Regions from separate parts of the Mus musculus genome. Here regions 1, 3 and 4 are each linked to region 2. Evidence: chromatin contacts called from public Hi-C and promoter capture Hi-C data. All regions are on one chromosome and are shown on one strand. The core of a region is the stretch at or near the end of the contact, and the rest is flanking DNA. Distances in the headings are between cores, read along the strand shown.

What was found. Promoter capture Hi-C pulls out the DNA fragments that hold promoters and counts their contacts. A called contact is a pair of places that touch in the nucleus more often than the background predicts.
Region 1: a contact with region 2 is called in a Hi-C map of muscle stem cells, with 10 times the contacts expected there. The contact joins the promoter of Chchd4 here to the promoter of Kbtbd8os in region 2. A contact is called at or near these places in 1 of 39 promoter capture datasets (pre-B cells) and 1 of 484 Hi-C or Micro-C datasets (muscle stem cells).
Region 3: a contact with region 2 is called in a Hi-C map of rod photoreceptor, with 6 times the contacts expected there. The contact joins the promoter of Zxdc here to the promoter of Kbtbd8os in region 2. A contact is called at or near these places in 1 of 39 promoter capture datasets (pre-B cells) and 1 of 484 Hi-C or Micro-C datasets (rod photoreceptor).
Region 4: a promoter capture Hi-C map of pre-B cells shows a contact between it and region 2. The contact joins the promoter of Ccdc174 here to the promoter of Kbtbd8os in region 2. A contact is called at or near these places in 1 of 39 promoter capture datasets (pre-B cells) and 1 of 484 Hi-C or Micro-C datasets (CD4 T cells).

What each region holds. Positions count from the first base shown.
Region 1 is chr6:91,471,329-91,474,908 of GRCm38.p6, forward strand. Chchd4 (coiled-coil-helix-coiled-coil-helix domain containing 4) reads right to left here and starts at 2,095. Exons shown (of 3, transcript NM_133928.2): 1 at 1,988-2,095. The coding sequence starts at 2,009. It overlaps Tmem43 (transmembrane protein 43), which reads left to right and starts at 2,379. Exons shown (of 12, transcript NM_028766.3): 1 at 2,379-2,570. The coding sequence starts at 2,559.
Region 2 is chr6:95,115,723-95,119,049 of GRCm38.p6, forward strand. It overlaps Kbtbd8os (kelch repeat and BTB (POZ) domain containing 8, opposite strand), which reads right to left and starts at 1,909. Exons shown (of 2, transcript NR_153843.1): 1 at 1,870-1,909. It overlaps Kbtbd8 (kelch repeat and BTB (POZ) domain containing 8), which reads left to right and starts at 2,158. Exons shown (of 4, transcript NM_001008785.5): 1 at 2,158-2,252; 2 at 2,801-3,011. The coding sequence starts at 2,237.
Region 3 is chr6:90,367,666-90,370,876 of GRCm38.p6, forward strand. Zxdc (ZXD family zinc finger C) reads left to right here and starts at 1,829. Exons shown (of 10, transcript NM_173002.3): 1 at 1,829-2,903. The coding sequence starts at 1,994.
Region 4 is chr6:91,876,068-91,879,745 of GRCm38.p6, forward strand. Ccdc174 (coiled-coil domain containing 174) reads left to right here and starts at 1,986. Exons shown (of 11, transcript NM_172730.2): 1 at 1,986-2,119. The coding sequence starts at 2,078.

The sequences.
Region 1 (3,580 bases), core at 845-3,344, 3.6 Mb before region 2:
CATTGAAGCTGGGTTTTTTGCTTGTTTTCTTTCTCTTTTAAAAAGATTTATTTATTTATATGAGTACATTGTAGCTGTCTTCAGACACACCAGAAGAGGGCATCAGATTCTATTATAGATGGTTGTGAGCCACCATGCGGTTGCTGGGAATTGAACTCAGGACCTTTGGAAGAGCAGTCAGTGCTTTTAACCACTGAGCCATGTCTCCTGCCCATTTCTCTTGTTTTTTTTTTTTTTTTTTTTTTTTTTTTTTTTTTTTTTTTTCCTGAGACAGGGTTTTCCCTGTAAAATAGCTCTGGCTGTCCTAGAACTCAGAGGACTCCACACACCTCTGCTTTCCAAGTGAGGGATTAAAGGCATGTGCCACCACGCCCGGCTTTGGGCTGGTTCTTAAAGGATAAGTTAGCAATTCAGAGAGCTGGAGGAAGAAAGCACCTGACAAAGGGCACAGCCAGAAGAGCTGAGGAGCAGGAGGAAGAACATGAGACTGGAAGAATAACACCGCATGGTCTCCTAAGTCCTTACATACTATTTTTTGGTTTGTTTTTGGACAGGATCTCACTATGTAGCTCTGGCAGGCCTGGAACATGCAATTTATTTTACACTGGCCTTGAACTCACAGAGACTGTAGGTAGCGGCATGTGTTTTTAATTCCAGAATTTGGGACGAAGAGAAGAATTTGAGTTAGGGGCACATACTGAGACTGTCTCAAAAACGGAGAACCACTAAACACATACACACACACCTTTTGAACCAGGAAGAAGACGGGCTCTATGTTGCATTAGCAGCTGATGGACCCATCCTCCTTCCTGAAAAACCCGAGGTCTGTAAATCCATCAAGAGGGGTAGAAATGTTTATCTGCATAGCCTCCTTAACTCAAAGACTCGTCATCAACCTACCAACTAGGTTGGAGGAAACAAAAGTCATCCTAGGAATCCGCCTAACAGTGCTGGGTCAAGGACTTTCGTATGCGGAACACCAAGTGCTAACCAACAGAAACAGTCCTCGGGAGAGGCACCAATGATGATGCTGGGAAGGAGGGGGTTCTACAGCGGACTGGGGCCTTCTAACTGGATGTATGGCCTTGGGTGGATCACTTCCTCCTTTGTACCTCATGTTCTCTAGACTTAAGAGTAAAGGAGCTGAGAATTCTGGGTGAACCAAGTCTCTCTGTAGCTTTGTATTCTCAAGAGCCCTCCAACTCTTTCCTGCCTTGGGCACGTGCTTCGTGAATACCAGAGTAAATGACGCCTGATCTCTCAATTTACAGGAGTGGAAACTAGGGCCTGGCGGGTTTGGCAGCTCAGACATAAGAAGCCAGTCAGTGCTGGGAGACCTTAGAGCAACAGATTGGTCTGGATTCTTCTGGGTTGCTGCTTACAGGTAACAACAGGTAGTGAGTGGTCCTCAACGTGGCTAGAAATGACGGAAGAAAGGAAGCTCTTTCATAGCGGGTCCCGGTTTCGTGACCTGATGTGGGTTCCTGGATCGAGTAACCTGTCTTAATTTTCCGTTTGATAAGACGTGGACAGTAAGGGAACCCGACATATAAAAATGGCTACGTTAAGTTTAAAAGCGTGCCTAGTACACAGAAGGCGCTCACTAAATGCTCCTGCCAGATGCACTTCAGCACGCCCACTCTAGCCCAAGCGGTAATTTTTCGGGATAGCTAAAAAGCCTGGGCGGGATAGAACCACGTGGGGAGTGCTAGGAGCGACGGTGTCTAATTCCTAACAGTCCCCGATTCCCAGCCAGAGACAACGTGCTCCACACTGGCCAGGCCCACGTGAGGCCCTCCGAGGCCCGGGTTCGGGCTTCACCTTGACCTTGGACCGGCCTCGTTCCTCACGGAGCCTCTGCCTCTCTCGTCTGGAAACCGCCGCGTGAGGCCCACTAAAGGGCCCACAGCCGCTCGGTGGAGACCACTTGATCGCGTGTCTCTCGCAGGCCCGTCCCGGCCGGTCTCCATGGCAGCGCCCGACTCACCTTCCTGCCGGCAGTAGGACATGGTTGTTCCCGACAGTCCTCTGCAGCTCGCAGAGGCAGCGGGCGCGGCTGGAGCGGATACACCTTCTCGCCGTGACCTCCCTCGCCGCTTCTCAGGCCTGGCGGGTGGCACTGAGGCCCGCACAGACCCGCCCCCTCCAGGCCTGCCCGCCGCGCGCCTGCCTCCGCGCGTCCTAAGCACCAGAACCGCTTCTCAGTCGAAAACTACACTGACCAGCAGCCCTTGCGCCTCTCCAACTAGACCGATACTACATTTCCCAGAAATCTTGCAGCGCGCACGCGCACCAGTGAAATACAGTGGTTTGTAATTTTGTGGCGAACGTGTCAGACGTCGGACTACATTTCCCAGCAGCCCTTAAGATGCGCACGCGCAGACAACTTGAGGCTTAGGCAGGGCGGTAACTTTTGTCCTGCGTCCCGCCAGGTCCTGGATTCCACGAGAAGTCTTGCAGCTCTGTGGCAGACAGGAGGTCACCGTATTCTGCGTTCCGGTCGTCAGCCCAATTCCTAGCGGAATAGAGCAAGACGGCGGCAGCGAACCAAGCCCACCATGGCAGCGAACGTAAGTGCTTCCTGATGCCCGGGTGACACCATCATCCGGGCCGCTTTTTCCCTGGATCCGCGCTGGGTCTTACAGGGGTGCTACCCCAGTGGGTGCAGCTGCCCTCAGCTCTCTGAGCTTCTCCATCTCGGGCTGCGCGTTTGTGGGCCTCAGCAATTAGTCGAGTCCGCTCGTGCACGGCTGCTTCTTCCACTCCTAGTTTCTCTCTGGGCCCCTGGGGATACGAAACTTGGGGAACTTGGGGAACTGAAGGACCACGGGGAAAGTGTCTATTGGTGAGCAGACTGATGAGGTGATCCTGCCCAGGTGGAACTGTCCAGCAAATGCTTCTTTGGTCTTCGCTCCCTAGGGGGTGTGTACTCAAAGGCTGTGTGATGCTACTGTAGCTGGACTAGCCTGGCTGGATGACGTGGAGAGGGAGACTTTTCTCTGCTGCCGGGTTCCTGGTGCACTGATTTGGTTAGAGCCCCTAGCTGAGGATAGTTCACCCAGACCTCTGGCCTCTTCCTACTGCAACTAGTCCTTAAGAATTTTCCTAGTGAATCTTAACATTCATTCAACAAACGGAGCAACACCACCTACTAGGGGACTGGGTGTGGGAGAAGCCGGTGAGTCACCAGTGCCTCTGGTGAAAGCGCCTCTGAAGCCATCTCAGGAGCACTGCCAGCCCCAGGCACACCCTTACTCCCTCCTTGGTAGAGTGTCACTACAGCCCTCCTTGGGCCTGTTACACCCTCTTCCCAGGCCCCTCCTCAGTCCGGCAGACTTCACCTCCTGGGAGGCCGGAGTTTGTTTCACCCACTGTGCAAGCAATATCTGTTTGGCATATTGTCTGGCCCTGGCAGGGGAAGAGAACCAAAGGTTAGGAATGCTGCACTGGAGCCAGAGGAGAAGGCAACCAGCAGGCCAGCCTGGCAAGAGCAGGCAGACCCCTTCTGATCCATCTCATCAGCGTCATATCTCACCGTTCCCCAGAAGAAGACACCTGCTTGGGGGCTCGTAGCCAGCTT
Region 2 (3,327 bases), core at 659-3,158:
AGAATTAAATAGAAAATTGAGTTTTAAAAGCAAGAATGAAAGAAAATTAGCCAAGAGTCTCTTAAAGAGCTTTAACAGCATTGAAAAAGTTGTTGATTAAATTTGAACTTCAGTTAAACAACCAATAGGACTTTCTCCCAAAATGCATGCTTTCTGTTTTAATTGCTAAATTTATACTGATAATGCCATTTTTCTTAATGCCCTCAATATTGTGAGCAGAATGTTTTTACTAAATTATTGAATACATGAAAAATGCAAATCCAAAGTTAGAAGTAACAAACATGAAGTCAAATTTATCATGTAAAGACTATGCTGATAAGCAAGCCTTTAATGTTTCATTAGCAAGGACTGTGAGTGAGGCTCTTAAGCCCCGATCCCCAGGAAGCACCACATCTTATTAATTTGCCTAGTGGCACAGCACTTGGAACTTTGTTTAAATTTCTAACGTACCTAGGGAATAGAACTACTTTAAATCATTCCCACTCTATCAGTCACAGGTAAAATTTCAAGACCCCTTTAACAAGGTCACCTGGAGTTGGTGATGAGGCTCCCTGGGAGCTGGTAGTGTGCATGCATGGTGCCTGTGGTTCAATTTACAGCAATATACTAAATACATAAATAAAAAATAATAAAATATTCAACTGCTTGACCTAATGCTAGGAAAGTTACTACTGTGAACTAAGTCTCTACTGAAGCTTCCTTCCCATTCACTGATAAAGGGGTATCTGCAAGTATTTGTTCACTTCGCTTTCCATTCATCTTTTAAGTTTCTACAACTTGTCAGAGCATCCTGTTAGATGCCAGAAACAGGATGAGGAAATCAGAATAGATAACAAGGTGGCTGGGGAGATGGCTCCGTGATTAAAGTGCTTGCCATGCCGAGAGAGAGAGAGAGAGAGAGAGAGAGAGAGAGAGAGAGAGAGAGAGAGAGAGAGAGAGTTAATATCTCTGGGTTTCGATTGAGAGACCATGCTTCACTGTATAAGGTAGAAAAGCAGCGTTGTAGGATTTCTGACACCAATCTCCGGCCTCCACGTGCACCTGCACCGCCCCCCAACATGTACATCCACTCGTGCAAACAAAACAAAACAAAACAAAACACCAAACCACAGATACAAATGCACACACACAGAGACTCAGACAGACAGACAGACAGACAGACACACACACACACACACACACACAATAGGAGAAGAAAAAAAAATAGGTCAACAATAAAACCCCTGCTTTCTTGCAAAAAACTATGAAGTAGACTGAATGCCGAGTGCTCGCTGTTATAAGAGAGGTTCAAGGGCTGGAAGAGCTTGTGCAAGAGCCAGGGTTGAGCACGGTCCAGAGGAGCGCCAGGCTCAGCCTCTCTCCAGCATCTCTTCACAGGAAAGCCGGAGGCCCTCTTCACGTTCAAGAAGCCCAGGGGAAATCAATTATCCGAGTCTCCCTTGAGTACTCGAGCGCTCTTCGGTGTGACAGGTGTTTCCTGGTGTGCTAGAAATGCAAGCCAAGTGGATTCAGGTCCTGAGTGGCCATGTAACCAGACCCAGTTGATCTGTGAAAAGCGGGGCATGTGGCTAAGGGGATGCAATTTCAAGTGGGCGTTACAGGTGACTCATCAGAGACCTATCGATGGTGTGTGTGTGTGTGTTGGGGGGGGGGGGGTTGTCTTATATCCTTTGTATTTTTGGATAACAGCCCTCCTGACCATTTCCAACTTTTCGGAGTTTCATAGCCCTCGTGCAGAGCGCGTTTTCATACCAGAATCTAGTCACGGATAGGGAATTTGGGGTATGAAGACAATTATTTTTAAAGTGGAGTCGAGACTAGGAGAGAGGCCCTTGCCGGGGAAATTTGCTCAATAAGAGCTTTTCCTACCTCACTCCTCAGAGTGACAGTTCGCCTCAGCCAGATGACTACATTTCCCAGCGGGCGCTGTGCATCTCAAGGCACAGGCTGGCGGGCTCGGGGCGCTCCTCCGCCCAGCTAGCCAATAGAAATGCTCGGCTTGGGCCTCTGTCCGACTAGGAGCACGCGGGAACGGGGGCCTTAAAACTACATTTCCCGACGCGCTGGTAATCGCGCACTGACCAATCAGAGCCAGGTATTTTGAGGCTCGGGGAGGAGCCGACTCGGTCAGCCACCCTCATTGGCTAGGCAACGCTTAGCAGAGCCGGAACCCGGGAGCGAGCGAAACGCAATGACATTTCCTCTTTAAATAACCGGAGCCGGGGCCCCTGTAGTAATGGCCGCGTCGGCAGGTGGGTGGCGTGGTGCGGCCGCCCGCAGTGTCGGAGGAGGGAAGCAGGAGCGCGGGCGCCGGCCACAACCTGAAGCGGCGGCCTTAAGGCGGGAGGGAAGGATGGAGAGACGGCGGGCGCGGAGGCGAGGATGAATGGGGAGGAGGGCGGTGGGCGGCGCGCCCGCGAAGATGGGGCGTCTGGGTACCGGCCGCCCGCGAGGCGGTTGAGGGGTGCCCTGGCAGTCGCCCTCGATCGCGCTGCCCTCGGGAGCCTTCCGTCCCGCGCTCGACCCGGAGCCGAGTCCCCGCGCATCGCCGCCGCTGCCGGCTCGGCTGGCTCGCCTCACACGCTCCCTCCGCGAGCGCGGCGGTCCGGGCTCGCCGGGCTCCGGAGGAGCGCGCCGGCCTGGGAACTTGTTCGCCCTTGTTGAGCTCTCGGCTCCTAGAGCCTGTGTCGGCGCTCCTGTGCCCACACACGGACGTTTGTGTACGGGGTGGGGGGGAAAAAAACCCACGATGCCGTAAACTGGCTTCGAACTTCTTGTGGTTGTGCGATTTTTCTCCTAGATTTAAGTAAGTCTTCCCCAACACCGAATGGGATTCCATCTTCAGACACAGCCAACGATACCATGGATCCTTTCCATGCTTGCAGTATTCTTAAGCAACTCAAAACAATGTACGATGAAGGACAGTTGACAGACATTGTAGTGGAAGTGGATCACGGGAAAACATTTTCCTGTCATAGAAACGTTCTTGCTGCAATCAGCCCCTACTTCAGGTATGACGACGGTAGAAACTTATATATTACTATCCGTACAAGACTCCCTTTCAACCCAGTGTTAGCCACTTGATTGTGGTACTGAGTTGGGACAAATACATAAAGGCAAACCAGGTGTTTATTTTCTGAGAGTAGGTAACAGGTCTTGCTTGTCTTACTAATGAGCCCCTGTTTTGAGGTGGGATTCCAGAGTTTAGATAGTTGGATTTTAAGTTAGTGGACTTGTGAGGTATTCATACTATGTATGCTGCCAGCCACATTTGAAAAAAATTATAATGCTTTAAAATTAAAATCAGTGGCGACACTAAAACATGTC
Region 3 (3,211 bases), core at 579-3,078, 4.7 Mb before region 2:
AATCACTCACAGCAACAACATCTTCCCTATTCCTACTAGGATAGCTCATTAAACTCCATTTAAAGCATTACACGGCTTTCCAAATCCAAAGTCCCCAAATCCACATTCTTCCAAACAAAACCATGGCAACACCTATCACAGTAACACCCCAGGCCCTGGTACCAATTTCTGTCTTAGTTAGGTCTTTACTGCTGTAAACAGACACTATGACCAAGGCAACTCTTATAAGGACAACATTTGATTGGAGCTGGCTTACGGGTTCAGAGCTTCAGTCTATTATCAACAAGGCAGGAACATGGCAGCATCCAGGCAGGCATGGTACAGGTGGAGCAGAGAGTTCTACATCTTCATCTGAAGACTGCTAGCAGAATACTGACTTCCAGGCAGCTAGGAGGAGGGTCTTATAGCCCACACCCACAGTGACACACCTACTCCAATACCTTCTAATAGTGCCACTTCCTGGCTCGAGCATATCCAAACCATCACAGAGTGCATAAGCACATATACAGACAGGTAAGGTTTTTCACAAACAGATGTGCTATTTCTGTGCTCATTTTTTAAATGTATTTTTAATAGAAGCATACAGACGTGTCATTGCTGTCATTTGTTGTCAGTAGCTTTTGTATATCAGATGTGCTGTTCAATCAACACTTTTAATGCCAAAAACTTTTGCTCCTTGGAGAACCCATCCCTATTAGAGGCTAGCCCTAATTCCCCATCTCCCACTAATCTACTGTCTGTATAACTTAGCTCTTCTAGACATTTCATATAAATGGCATTATAGCACATTCTCTTTTGTGGCTGAAATATTTTTCATAGGTTTGGTCATGACATAACTTGCAAAACTCTGTAATTGCTCAAAAATATTCCACTGTATGAATATATATTCATCTGACAATGAACACTTGCATTGTTTCCCCTGGCGAGTTGTTGTAACAAAGATTACTATAAGCATGCAAGTAGTTTTTGTGTAGACATATTTCCATCCCTCTTCAGGGAGACACAGGGGGAGGGAGATACCCTTGCATTTTAAGGGGCAAATTGGTGGGAAATGGGGGTAAACCAGTGTAGGTGCAAATGGCAGGTTGGCAAAGTTTTAATAGTATTTGAACTTTCAGAAGACTAAAGCCTGACCTACAGAAAACAGGCTGGAGGCAGAAAGGACTGGAATGGGTGGGGGCGGGGAGACAGTTGGGTAAAGGTGGAGCGGAAGACAGGTTCCTTAGCTATTTGAGAACCTAGGAGTGAAATAAGTTTGAATTTGAGTGGTGATGACAGGAGTGGTGTGATTCCAGATGAATCCGTATGAGACAAGGGGGATTGTGGAATTCAGGGAACAACCAGCAACTTAGAAGGCAGACATATATCAAGGAAACACGGAATGTCTTTAGTGGTTTAGGTAGGGATCCCATCAGGACCTGCTACAGGGCAAATCAGGTCGGTGGCACAGTAGCAGCAGATAGACGCGCTCTTCGGCGAGGTCATAGAGAGATGACAAGCAAAGTGGAGAGGTTCAAAGCCTGAGTGTCAGTTCTGGATCATGTGGCCACAGGTAAACTTGACTTGTTTCCTTACACTTGGCAATCACAGGTTGAATTAGCTCGTATTTTCAAAGTACAGAGGGCACAGGAACTCTTAAGAAACGCAATCAGTTTTCATTCCTTTGCGCTACCCAGATGCAAAAGTAGGAGCCCAAATCTGAAGACCCTCTTTTTCCAAGTTGGGACTCCAAGCACAAGACAAGTTGGAGGCTCCGCCCCTGCTCCAGCCCCTGGGCTTCCTCGTGACTACAGTCCCGACAGCCCTCGCGCGCCACGCCCACGCCCACGGCTCCTGCGCACGCGCAGCTCGAGATGCGACTCTGGGCTGTAGTCTAAGCTCAGCTTTGACAGAGGCTCCCGGGGGGCGGACCCTAGGTGTCGCGCGCATGCCTGGCAGGGCTGGGCAGCTCTTCTCCGGTGGCTGCGGTTCGGACGCCTCAGCTGGGCCTAAGATGGACCTCCCGGCGGTGCTGGCCGCCCCGGCCACGCGCGGAGACCAACATGGCGGTGGCCCGAGCCGACTTCGCCGCGGCGCGGGGCCGTCCCTCGGTGCCGGTCCCGGGCGCCGTCGCCTGCTGCTGCTGAGGGGCCCGGAAGATGGCGGGCCCGGGCCGCGTCCAGAGGAGGCCCCGGGGCCCAGCCCGCCGCCCCCGGAGGACGGCGGCGACTCCTTCGTGGTACTGCTGGAAGTGCCGCGCGCGGCCGACACCCATGGTCAGGAGGAGGCCGAGCCCGATTCGGGCGCGAGCCCCACGGAACAGGTCCCGGCCGCCGCCCCCGGCGCAGCTCTGGCAGGCACGGTCACCATCCACAACCAGGACCTCCTGGTGCGCTTCGACCGCGGCGTCTTCACGCTGGCTGCGGCGCCCGCGCCAGCCGCCCCGAGCCTGCATCCCGCGACCACCCCGGGCCTGGAGCCCTCGAGCGCTGCTGCGTCCCGCCGCGGGCCGGTGGCCGCTAGCGCTGGCTCCCCGGCCTACCGCTGTCCGGAGCCGCAGTGCGCGCTGAGCTTCGCCAAGAAGCACCAGTTGAAGGTGCACCTGCTGACGCACGGCAGCCTCCAGGGCCGGCGGCCCTTCAAGTGCCCGCTGGATGGCTGCGGCTGGGCCTTCACCACCTCCTACAAGCTCAAACGGCACCTGCAGTCGCATGACAAGCTGCGTCCCTTTAGCTGCCCGGTGGGCGGCTGCGGCAAGAAGTTCACCACCGTCTACAACCTCAAGGCGCACATGAAGGGCCACGAGCAGGAGAGCTTGTTCAAGTGCGAGGTGTGCGCCGAGCGCTTCCCCACACACGCCAAGCTCAACTCCCACCAGCGCAGCCACTTCGAGCCCGAGCGGCCTTACAAGTGTGATTTCCCCGGTAAGCTGGAGACGCGGACCTGCCGGGGCGGGCGGGACCCGGCGGGGTCTGGACCCAAGGGCCAAACTGTCGCTTGTTTGGGCAGGGTTTGCGGAGGTCGGGGTGGAGGCGTTACGCGCCCTGATCTAAATGAGAATAAGGCAAAAACACTCCCGTGTTTGTTTTGAAGTCCCTTTCAGGTACTTAGATATGAAGCTCTGGGTTCCTACAGCCAAGTGGCATGCACAATCGCAGCTATCCGTGGGGAGGGTACAAACCTTTGTTAAGATGCTTACATTGGAAGTGACCTCTTCTCAGAGTTGAGTCAG
Region 4 (3,678 bases), core at 736-3,235, 3.2 Mb before region 2:
AAGCAGCATCAGGCCAACCCAGTACAATTCAAGATGTGGTTTAGCAGACAGCACCCTGGAAAAGGGTACTGGGTTGCAGCTGCACTGTTGGGACTGGATAGACAAAAGCAATTCCAGACAGACTCAGCTGCTGGGAAGGCATCAAAGGAAAAAGATCTTTTAGAAACAGGATGTATGAGAATGTGTGGGTCTGCCAGGACAGTATTCTGGCCAATATCACATTCTGTGTAACAGCTGGGGAAACAAAGGAGACTCAATGGCTTATTTCTATTTCTCCCCAGTGCCAAGGATGGAACCCAGGTTCAGGCACATGCTAAGTATGTGCTACAATACTGAGCTATATCCTATCCTTTTCTAGTAATGCCTTTGTCTTGGGAGGTTTCTCATTAGTGGGGTGCCACTCTGTGAGAACTTCTATGGTGTAAGCTAACATAGCCAATCAGGAGATAACTACAGATTCCCCACAGGCATTCTACAGACAAAGTAAGACTGTAATAATGCCATACAGTCTTCTAGGGAAGGATATCTTTCTTCCTTCCTTTCTTTCTTTCTTTCTTTCTTTCTTTCTTTCTTTCTTTTTTTTTCTGATTTTTTGAGACAGGGTTTCTCTGTGTAGCCCTGGCTGTCCTGGAACTTATGCTGTAGATCAGGCTGGCCTTGAACTCAGAAATTCGCCTGCATCTGCCTCCCAACTGCAGGGGGCGGGGGGGGGGGAGGATATCTTAAAATTATTTCACTTACAACTTCTTTTTACCCAGTATTATTTTCATGACTTGAGGTATATATGGATACTTTAAAAATTACTTTAAAACAATTTGGCGCACACACACACACACACATATGTATATGTATATATATATATATATATATATATATATATATTCACCATTTATTAAAGATGAAAAACAATTTGTATCCTAATGACATGAATGTGCTTGTTTCAACAAAAGGAATTAAATATTGGCTAAACATTTGATACTGTAGGTCACAGAGCATCTTCAGTGCTTTTCAGAGTTGATTGTTTTGACTTTATCATCATCAATGTGGAGAACACTGCTTTGCAAAGATACAGCAAATTCATGTTTAGGGCCATTTCAGAAATTGTTGGAAATTTTGTCCTAAATCCCAGGTCAAAATTCTTTTAATTCTTTAGCAATTCAAATAGTAATTTCAAAATTAGAGTATTCTGGGGGCTGGTTGTGGTGGCACACAGCTTCAATCCCAGCATAAGGGAGGAAGAGGTAAGCAGGTATCTTTGAGTACAAGGCTAGCATGGTCTACAAAGCAAGTTCCAGGCAGCCAGGAGTACCCAGTGACCCCCAAATGAATGTATGAATGAATAGTTAAAATTCAAATATTCTGTTGGGCATAGTGGCTCACACATGTAATCCTAGCATTTAGGGGGCAGAGGCAGGAGGGCTGTTGCAAATTTGAGGCTAGCCAAGTCTACATAGAGAGTTTGAGGCCAGGTGGCTGTACAGTAAGACCCCATCTCAAAAAAAAAAAAAAAAAAAGCCTAAAAAGCAAAACAACAAACAAAACCAACAAAACAAATCACAAAACACCAAAAAAAAAAAACCAACATAAAACGAGTGTTTCTCATAGCCCATTCTTAAACAATAATTCCCACCACTACCAGTTTCATTAAATTCCTTTTGTTTTCATGTTGGAGACAGGAGTTTACTTAGCTCTCTTCATACGCTGCTATTCTTTTCCATCATCTAAGACTCTCCAGTCAATATAGTGTGTGTTGCAATGAAAGCTATCTTCCTTCCTTCTCTAGACGGCGACAATACTAGTCATTTTCACCTCACTTTCTGCTCTCTTCAAGATGGCCAATTGCGATCAATTCCAACCCTCTGACCTTCTCAAAATGACGACGTAGCGACTAGGGACCTCATACTGACGCTTTCAAGATGGCGCCGAGGTCGTAAATCCAAGTCGCAAAATGACGCAAACTCAGCGTCCCTATCAAAGACACTTCCGGTTCTGCTGCCGGGTGGGGGTGGCGGACTCGTAGGGTCTGACTGAGGCCACAGGGAGGCTGCGTCTTGGGACTGGACGCCTTGGCGGGACGATGGACCGAAAGAAAAAGCCTTTGGACGTTACAGCCTCCTCGGTGAGTACAAGTGTGGCTTAGCTCCGTGCTCCGCGTTCCCTCCGCCTGTCTCAGTCGAGAATGGTGACCTAGTTGTTGTCCCACGCAAGTCAGGGGCCTGGACTGCCCATCTGACAAGGATCCTGACCGACCCTTTCCCCGCAGAGACCCTCCTCAGCTTCCTTACTCACAGGATCCTGAACTCGGCTCCGCCAGGCGCCTGGGCTCCGTTCCCCTCGAACCCAGGCGGGTCTCGGACGCCATCCTCCCAGGGATCTCAGGGCGCATCCTGCGGGTCAGCCGCCGCCACAGCCGGCTCTCTGTCCGCAGGGACTTGGAGGACGAGCCCTTCCTGGGTTCTCCACTAGTCCAAAGCCCTTCTCGAGCACTGGGATATGATTTGTCTTCCCAGGGCTCCCAGGGTCCCCCCCAGCAGGATCCAGACAAGTTAGCTAGTGCCTTGTGGGATGGGGTACCCGGGCCAGTAAGGTCTGACAGGATGTAAGGAGTTTTGCTAACTTAACCACTCTCAGCAGAAAACTTGTAAACACTGTACACATTTTGTGTCCGTGCTTCATATGTGTGCTGCCATCGAGTCCTCAGAAGTGCTTTTGAGTGTAGGTGGTATTAATTGTCACTCTTAATGGATAATGAAGTTGACACCCAAAGGTGAATCCCGTTTTCCTCAATGTACACACAGATTTGTTGTGTGAGAAGCCAGGCTCAGTTTGATTGACTGCAAAATGGTGCCTTTTCTGATTGTTCAAAACATCTAATGTATCAAATTTTTTGTTGGAATTTGTTTTTTAATATAGAAAAATTGGTCTTAGTAATCATGTTTGCTTGGATTCAGTGCTTGCAAACTGAATTAATCAGGAAGTATATGCGCATGCGCTTAACTTTAGCACATAAGTGTCAGAGACAAGTGGACAGAGGCCACTGTAAGTCAGAGGCCAGCCTGAGCTACATAGTTCCAGTATAGCCAGAGCTACACAGTGAGACCCTGTCTTTAAAAACCAAACCAAAGTTAACTTGTCTGGAGGATAATGTTTTTAATAATTATAACACAAACGAAGTCCCGGAATTGATTGGTCATTTTGTGATTCAGATGTAGTTGTAGAATAGAAAGATATATAGCTAGGTAATTGATACATTTACAAAGTTAAAATCCTCCTCTTCCTCCTCCTCCTCCTCCTCCTCCTCCTCCTTCTTCTTCAGAATTTTAAATATTGGGTCCTGGAATGAAACTCCTTTACATTGTTAACATCCCTGCCAATAGTACCTTTAAGTGGATTTCTTTCAAATAGAAATTACTGAACTCAGTTATTTAAAAACAAACAAACAAACAAACAAACAAAAAAAGGTTTTTGGGGCTGGAGAGATAGGTTAAGAGCACTGGCAGCTCTTTCAGACGACCATGGTTTATTTCCAGCACCCACATGGTGGCTCTAAACTGTAGGTTCAGTTCCAGGAGATCTCTCTCTCTCTCTCTCTCTCTCTCTCTCTCACACACACACACACAACAACAACAACAACAACAACAAATGCACACTAAAAACCAAAAAGGAATCATTAAAAAC